2 separate regions of the Capra hircus genome follow, and region 2 is linked to region 1. The links are chromatin contacts, called in public Hi-C maps. All regions are on one chromosome and are shown on one strand. The core of a region is the stretch at or near the end of the contact, and the rest is flanking DNA. Distances in the headings are between cores, read along the strand shown. Region 1 holds the start of YPEL2 (protein yippee-like 2). Region 2 has its middle 110 kb from the start of YPEL2.

Region 1 (3,725 bases), core at 1,145-3,644:
TGTCAATATGGCAACAGTAGGAATGTGGGGTTGGGGAGAGCGGATGCTGGAAAAGAATGGCTGTGAATGGGAATGAACGAATTCAGCCACACACACAGGAGACAAGGGTCCTTGGCCACTGACAGAGGCAGGCTGATACCTGTCTGTGGGGTTATCTGAACGAATTTATTTACATCTCTCCCTGTATTTTTCCATCTCATTTTTGCCCTATGGGGTAAATATCTGTCCATTCTCACACACTCTCCATAGGTTCAGCTGTCTCTTCGTTTGGTAGATTCTTTAGAAAACTACCATTCAAGCCAATCAGGCAAGGCGGCACAGAATAGGCCCTGAGTGAATGTGTACTGCGAGGCCACTCAAGGTGCTTTCAGAGGAAGAGAAGTTGTTTCTGCTACTTTGTTTCACTTCTACCTTCTCCCGGAACAGTTTACAATGCTTGGCTCTTTTGACAGGGAGGAGGCATGATCAGGCTTATTTCATCTTTTTGGTTGGCTGCCTGGCTTGGTTCTATTGTCTCGGGTCTTGCAGTCTGGATGCCTCTTCCAGTCTCCGGCATACACACAGCCGGCCTGCAGGGGTCCTCAGATCTCCCTCTGAAGCACCTCACCATGCTCGTCTTCCTTAGCTAACATTATCTTTTATTTAAACAGTAGCCACCAATCTTGTTACATAACATACCAATATTCCAGGGTGTTAAACTCATGCAGGGCCTGCGGTTGGGGAGTGGTGATCTGGCAACAGGAACATTCACTAGGATATTGTTGAAACATTGTAACAAGTTTGACTTTCTGGACCTGCTTAGATTTTACTGCCTGGAGGGGACTATTTCAATCTATTTCAATCTTCTTTGTTTCAAACTGTGGCTACTAAGGTCTGGAAAGAGGAAGAAATTTGCCCAAGAGGCAGATTAGGGCAGAAATCAAGGTCTCAGTAATCTAAAGAATCTACCACTTCTTCAAAGATAGTGCTAAACCTTTCTTGAGTCTTTATCTGATAAGTATTTAAAAATTTTTTTGTTTTAAACTTTCCAATTTTATCAACTGTGAGCAATGACAAGCTGATCTTGTTTACACTGAAAATGCTTACACTGAGACTGATACATATGTGAGATGCTGATGTGTTTCAGGTACTTTTTTTGTAGTTTTTACTAACATTAGGACTGGATTCACATCCAACCATGCAACATATATTATCGGAATACAATCCAAACGAGAGATATATTAACCGAATCAAACGTATTTTAAAGACAGCTGGCTGGAGTTTCGGTGAAGTCTGAGCCACCTGGGGATCTGCCTTGGGTACCATTCTCCACTTTTGGGCAAACCAGCGTGCAAAGGGGTTGAAGACAGCAGCAGCTCTAGAAGTGTCTCACACTCTGACAGCAGCTCAATAAAACCCGAGGTTTCCTACTGCTCTCTGAGCAACTGCAGAATCCCAGAAGCCAAATGAAAAGGCTGAACTGCTCTCTGCCCCTGATCCCTGGCTGCATTCTTTCTCAAAGTGACCTGTTTTCTTACTGGGAGACTGCCCCACTCCGCCCACCTGGTGCCTCCCTAGATTTCCTGATAGCCCTGGGCTTATTTTTTAACCTTCTCTTCCGTGAAAAGCACCGCTCCACTGACCCAGACTGGGCGCACCTCCCCTATGGTCACTGACCCTCCTAGTGTCCCGGGTGAATTGTTTCTCTTCAAAAGCCTTAGAAAACCAGCAGCAATTGGGGGTGAGGTGTCTTCCAATGCCTGTAAATGCCTCTTATCCTGCGTTTAATACGCCGGGTTTAAGGAGAGCAGAGAGACAACGGGAAATGACTCGCTGCTGATTAGGGCCTGGCGGGGGCCCCCTCGGGCTGGTGTTATCTTTTTACATTCAACTGCCCTGGGTCCCGAGAGCCTCTCCAGGTAACTTAGACTGAGTTGGGGGCGGCTAAGGCGTGAGGAGTGAGTTACTGTCTTAGCTCCTCTAAGCAGAAGCAGCACTAGAAAGCGCCCCCCCCCCCACCCCACCCCGGGTTCTAGAAATCCCAGCCTTGACCTGGAGACAAACTCCAAACCCAAATAAACGGTCTCCGCCCGGGCGCCGAGAGCCTCCCCATCGTCATCACCCTTCCTCCCCGTTCCTCGGGCCAGCCGCCCCCCGCCTCGCCAGGCGCGGCGGGCTCAGCCTCCTCGGGGCCAGACCCCGGCGCCCGCCTTGCGCCCCGCACCCCGCGCCCAAGCCCGGCGGGGCCCGAAGGGGTGGTGGGGGGTGGGGGGCGGAGGTCGGGGAAGCAGGAGGCGGAGTTCCGTCCTTCGCTGATTGGCTCGCGGCGGATGGGCTGCGGCCGGGCGCAGCCAACCCGCGGCGTGTTGCTATGTGCTGCGCCGAGGGGATAGGCGCGGGAGCGCGTCCGTCACTCGGCAGCCCCCGGCCCGGCCCGGAGGGATGCGGAGCGGCGGCGGCGGCGGCTGTGGCTTTAAGAGCGCGCCCGGGGCCCGGGATCCGGCCGGGCGGTCCTTCGCTGCTGCGCATCCCCGCGGAGCCGACCGCGGCGCGGGCCGGACGGGGCTGCTGGCTGCCGGGTGAGTGAGACGCGAGCGCGGCGCGCGTGGGCGTGGGGCGTGCTGTCAGCGCGGGGCGCCCGGTCGGAGCGCGGGGCGCCCGTCCCCGTCCCCCTCCATCCCGCCCCGGGGCCCCGGCGGCCCGGCTCCCTTGGAGCGAGCGCGGCACCCTCCGCCTGGCGCGGCCGAGGTGGGGTCCGGCGCGGGGGTCGCCCCGGGGCGAGGTGGGGGGGCCGCGGGCACAGGGGGCGGGGAGCCAGCCGCCGGGGCCACGTGACCGGTTTGTTTACAAACACTGCCGGGGCCCCGGCTGCGGCCCGCGGCTGGCGCCGAGGGGGCGCAGGTCCCCGGGCCGGGGCCGGGGACCCGGGCGACGAGACGGGCAGGTCTGGAGCGAGCGGGGCCGGGGCGGGGGGTGTGAACCTGGAGACCCGATGGCCGCGCCTTTCTCAGCTTACTTCCCGCGGATTGGGACGAAGTGGGCGGGGGGCCAGGGTGGGAGTTTCAGGCGTTTTCTGTCCCCGATGTCGCTGGGTCTCCGCTGGAGACACTGGGTCCGGGGGCGCCGCCCTCGGTGTGCCCCCCCGCCTCCCTCCTTTTGGGAGACTAGCCGCCCTCGAGACTCCGAGGAGCGCTTGGCCGGCCGCGGGCAGAGGTAACCGCAGCCGAGTTCCTGCCTGGCCGCTTCCCGGCGCCTCCCCAGCGCCCTTGCCAAAGAGGTGGGCGCGAGTTCACTCCTGCCCGACGGAATCAGGGGCCTCTCCAGCGCGTATCTCTCGAGAAGTGGGTCTGGCGGGGCACCCCGGACCTCTCACTGCTTCAGGTGCACCCTCCCTGGCCGCTGACCTCCTCTGGGCAGCTTCACCCCAAGTGGCGACTTTTCTCTTGTTGGCGAGGATGGTGGGGAGGGGAACCACCTGTTCTTCTGGACCGGGCCCAGGAGCCTGCCACCTCTGACTTCACTCTCGGCTTACAGGAGCTTACAAAGCCAAGGGAGTGAGCGCCCTCCGTTTTTCTGTGTGATGGAGCTGACCCACCCGCAGTCCCGCGGCTTTGCCTGGCCCGGGGAAACCGCCCCTGGGCTTCGCTGGGTTTTTTGTTTTTGAGCTCCGGCCTCCTTGTCAGTTGCTCTCCTCGAGTGTTGAGGCTGTTTTCAGTAAGTCGTTGCTTCTGGTGAGTTTAAAAGCC
Region 2 (3,358 bases), core at 102-2,601, 110 kb after region 1:
CTGAAGTAATTTGAGAGCATTGGCGAGCACTGGGTGTGCACGGCCCAGCCCTGCCATGCTAGGTCACTCTTTTTTTTTCACTTAAGCAAAATCCCTTTAAAAAAAGTATTTACTTACTTAGTTTGGCTGCACTAGGTCTTATTGCAGCACACCAGCTCTTCGGGCTGCTGGATGCAAACACTTAGTTGTGGCTTGCGGGATCTAGTTCCCTGACCAGGGATTGAACCTGGGGCCCCTTCCCTGGGAGTGTGGCAGCTTAGCCACTGGACCACCAGGGAAGTCCCTAGGCCACTTTTTTTTTTTTTTTAATGTGGATCATGTTTTAAAGTCTTTATTAGATTTGTTACAACATCGTTTCTGTTTAATGTTTTGTTTTTTGGCATGTGGGATCTTAGCTATCCCACCAGGAATTGAACCCGCCCCTGCACTAGAAGGTGAAATGTTAACCACTGTACTGGCAGGGAAGTCTCCCTAGGCCACTCTTGATAAGGGTCGCAGTTACACTGGCTGGTCCCACGGAAGGGAGCACATACCAGCCCGCCCAGAGTGCTGAGACCTGCAACTCCCCTCCTGGAATAGGGGCCCTCACTTTTCTCCCCGATGGCTTAGGTAAGCAGAAGCAGAAACAAAGCTCACTTGTGTTTACCTGTATCCAGTAAATCTCTGTTTCCTATATAAAGTCTTGCTCTTTTAGAGGCAAAATGCCCCTTTTCATTTCACCTTTGAAATGAGTAAAATCAGTCTTTATTTCTAAGTAGACCTCAATAAATGCTTTTTAACCAGAGGGACGGATCAGAAGGATAAGCTGACACCACTGGAAGTGCAAAGACAGCTAGGACAAGTCAAATCTCTCGAGACCTCGATTTGCTTGTCATAAAATCAAGATGTTGGTCTGGAAGATTCTTGCTGCTGCCACGTTGCTTCCGTGTCCAACTCTTTGTGACCCCGTGGACTGTGGACCACCAGGCTCCTCTGTCCATGGGATTCTCCAGGCACGAATCCTGGAGTGGGTTGCTGTGCCCTCCTCCAGGGGATCTTCCCGAACCAGGGATCAAACCCGAGTCTCTTATGTCTCCTCCATTGGCAGGCAGGTTCTTTACCACTAGCGCCACCTGGGAAGCCAGGAAGAATCTTACCATTCCTTAAAGTGTGTGATTCTAATCAACATATCGGGGGAAGGCACAGGAGACAAGAATTCCACACCTGGCTCCTTGAGGGCACAGCATGCCTGGGCGCCTCCTGGCTCTTAACCTCTGCCTGATCTCAGCGCAAAGGCTTGCCTTGGTATGGTGCTCAGTTGTCCCATCCTAGACAGCTGGGTGACTCACATCTGCCAGCCTGTTGTGGGAAGACTGGAAAAGATATGCCCTGTGCTGCCACCTAACGGTTCCTCTGCTATCAAGGTGATACTTCAGCACCATTTGTTTCAGTTCAGTTCAGTTCAGTTGCTCAGTCATGTCCCACTCTTTGCGACCCCTTGGACTGCAGCACGCCAGGCCTCCCTGTCCATCACCAACTCCCAGAGCCTACTCAAACTCATGTCCATTGAGTCGGTGATGCCATCCAACCATCTCATCCTCTGTCGTCCCCTTCTCCTCCTGCCTTCAAGCGTCAGGAAAGTAAACCATCTGTTTACTGTAGTCTTTAGGCCTCTACGTACAATGCCTACCATGTGGGAGACCCAGGTTCAAGCCCTGGGTCGGGAAGATCCCCTGGAGAAGGAAATGGCAACCCACTCCAGTGTTCTTGCCTGGAGAATTCCATGGATGGTGGAACCTCGTAGGCTACAGTCCATGGGGTCACAAAGAGTTGGACACGACTGAGCAACTTCACTTTCACGGTCACTTTAGGCCCTTACAATCCTTCATCTATGAGAATGTAACAAGAGAGAATAAAAATAGAGTCCTTCCAGAAGGATTATGACTGTTAGAACTGTAAGTGCTTTTTAAGCTTTGTAATTTCCTCCTTATTGTTATTTCTTGTCTGTTTCCCTGTAGTGATTAGCAGTAAAACTCTAAAAACAAAAAAGGGCCAAGGTGTTTGTTTTCCAGGGCAGACAGGAAGCAGGGAACTGGGGAGACTATACTCCCGGGTTTGAGGTAAACAGCTCCAGGAGATGGAGGGGGTGGATGGAGCCTAAGAGCTGAACGGAAAGCAGGTTGTCTTCAGGCTGGTTTGAAAAAGGAAAGGCGTGGGGGGGGGGGGGGGGAATGACGCTGCCTTCTGGTTGGAATGAAGGTAATGGTCTTAAGAGCATTGCTGTTCTTTCCTGTTTTGTCTTCAGATGTACCAGTCTGTTTTCAAGCCAGGAAAAGGAAGTAAATGTGTAGCTAGTGTTGTAATTCATGGAACTTTGTAGCAAATGATACTCCTCTGGAGTAAGGATCCTAGATGCAAATGTTGCAGAAGGGCCAGGTAGATAAAGTACCCGGATGGGAGCAGCCCGGGGTCAGGCTATAAGGAGCAGTGGGGATTGTGGTAATTGGAGGGCACTTACCCCATCCAAGAAGGGAACAGCTACTCAGCCACAAGTGGTTATGGCCCTGACCAAAATGTGTACCTGTATTGCCTGATCTTTCAAATTTTAAAGGGAAGCTGGAAATTTGAATTATTATGTGAAGTCCCCTTATTTTAAATGTTGGCAGCTAATCCTGCTTTGAAAACAAACAGCAGCATTGTGTGGGCCAAATAAAACATGTTGGTGAGACATATTTAGCCCGAAGACCAACTCTTTGAAAAGTTGGACCCAGAGAAATTTGCATTCTGGAATCTCAAAGCACTAACATGATCCTGGCAAGGCACGCGGTCTTTTGTCAACAATAGCAAACTACCATCAAACAAGCAAATACCAGATAAATTGGGGAAGTATAAAATGCTTTGTTTTTAGACTTTGTTCATCTGTTAATTTTTCAGATCCAGCTGGAAAGTCTTGAATGTATTCATTCAATAAATCAAGAAGCATTTGTTGAGCACTTAGTATGTGCTGAAGGTGAAGTCGCTCAGTCGTGTCCAAGTCTTTGTGACCCCATGGACTGTAGCCTACCAGGCTCCGCTGTACATGGGATTCTCCAGGCAAGAATACTGGAGTGTTGCCATTTCCTTCTCCAGGGGATCTTCCCGACCCAGGGATCGAACCCAGGTCTCCCGTGTTGGAGGCAGACGCTTTAACCTCTGAGCCACCAGGGAAGCCCTAATATGTGCTAAGTAATGATAAATAAAACTTTTTCTATTAGGGGCCAGAGAATAAATATTTTAGACTTTGAGGGCTGTCTGGTCTTCCACAAAATTATTCAACTCTGCCAGTTACAGTTGCAAAGCAGCCTTCAGTTCAATTTAGTTCAGTCGCTCAGTCGTGTCC

Evidence for each region. Hi-C and Micro-C count contacts between places; a contact is called where the count stands out from the background.
Region 2: a Hi-C map of blood shows a contact between it and region 1, with 2.0 times the contacts expected there. The contact joins the enhancer-like site here to the promoter of YPEL2 in region 1. A contact is called at or near these places in 2 of 5 Hi-C or Micro-C datasets (both in blood).

What each region holds. Positions count from the first base shown.
Region 1 is chr19:9,931,136-9,934,860 of ARS1.2, forward strand. It overlaps YPEL2 (protein yippee-like 2), which reads left to right and starts at 2,395. Exons shown (of 6, transcript XM_018064134.1): 1 at 2,395-2,558.
Region 2 is chr19:10,039,135-10,042,492 of ARS1.2, forward strand. No RefSeq gene overlaps it. Among named protein-coding and RNA genes, the nearest start is that of YPEL2, 110 kb to the left of the region's middle. Within about 2 kb of position 1,352, at least 2 of the 5 cell types and tissues checked have an H3K27ac peak or open chromatin away from gene starts, as enhancers often do.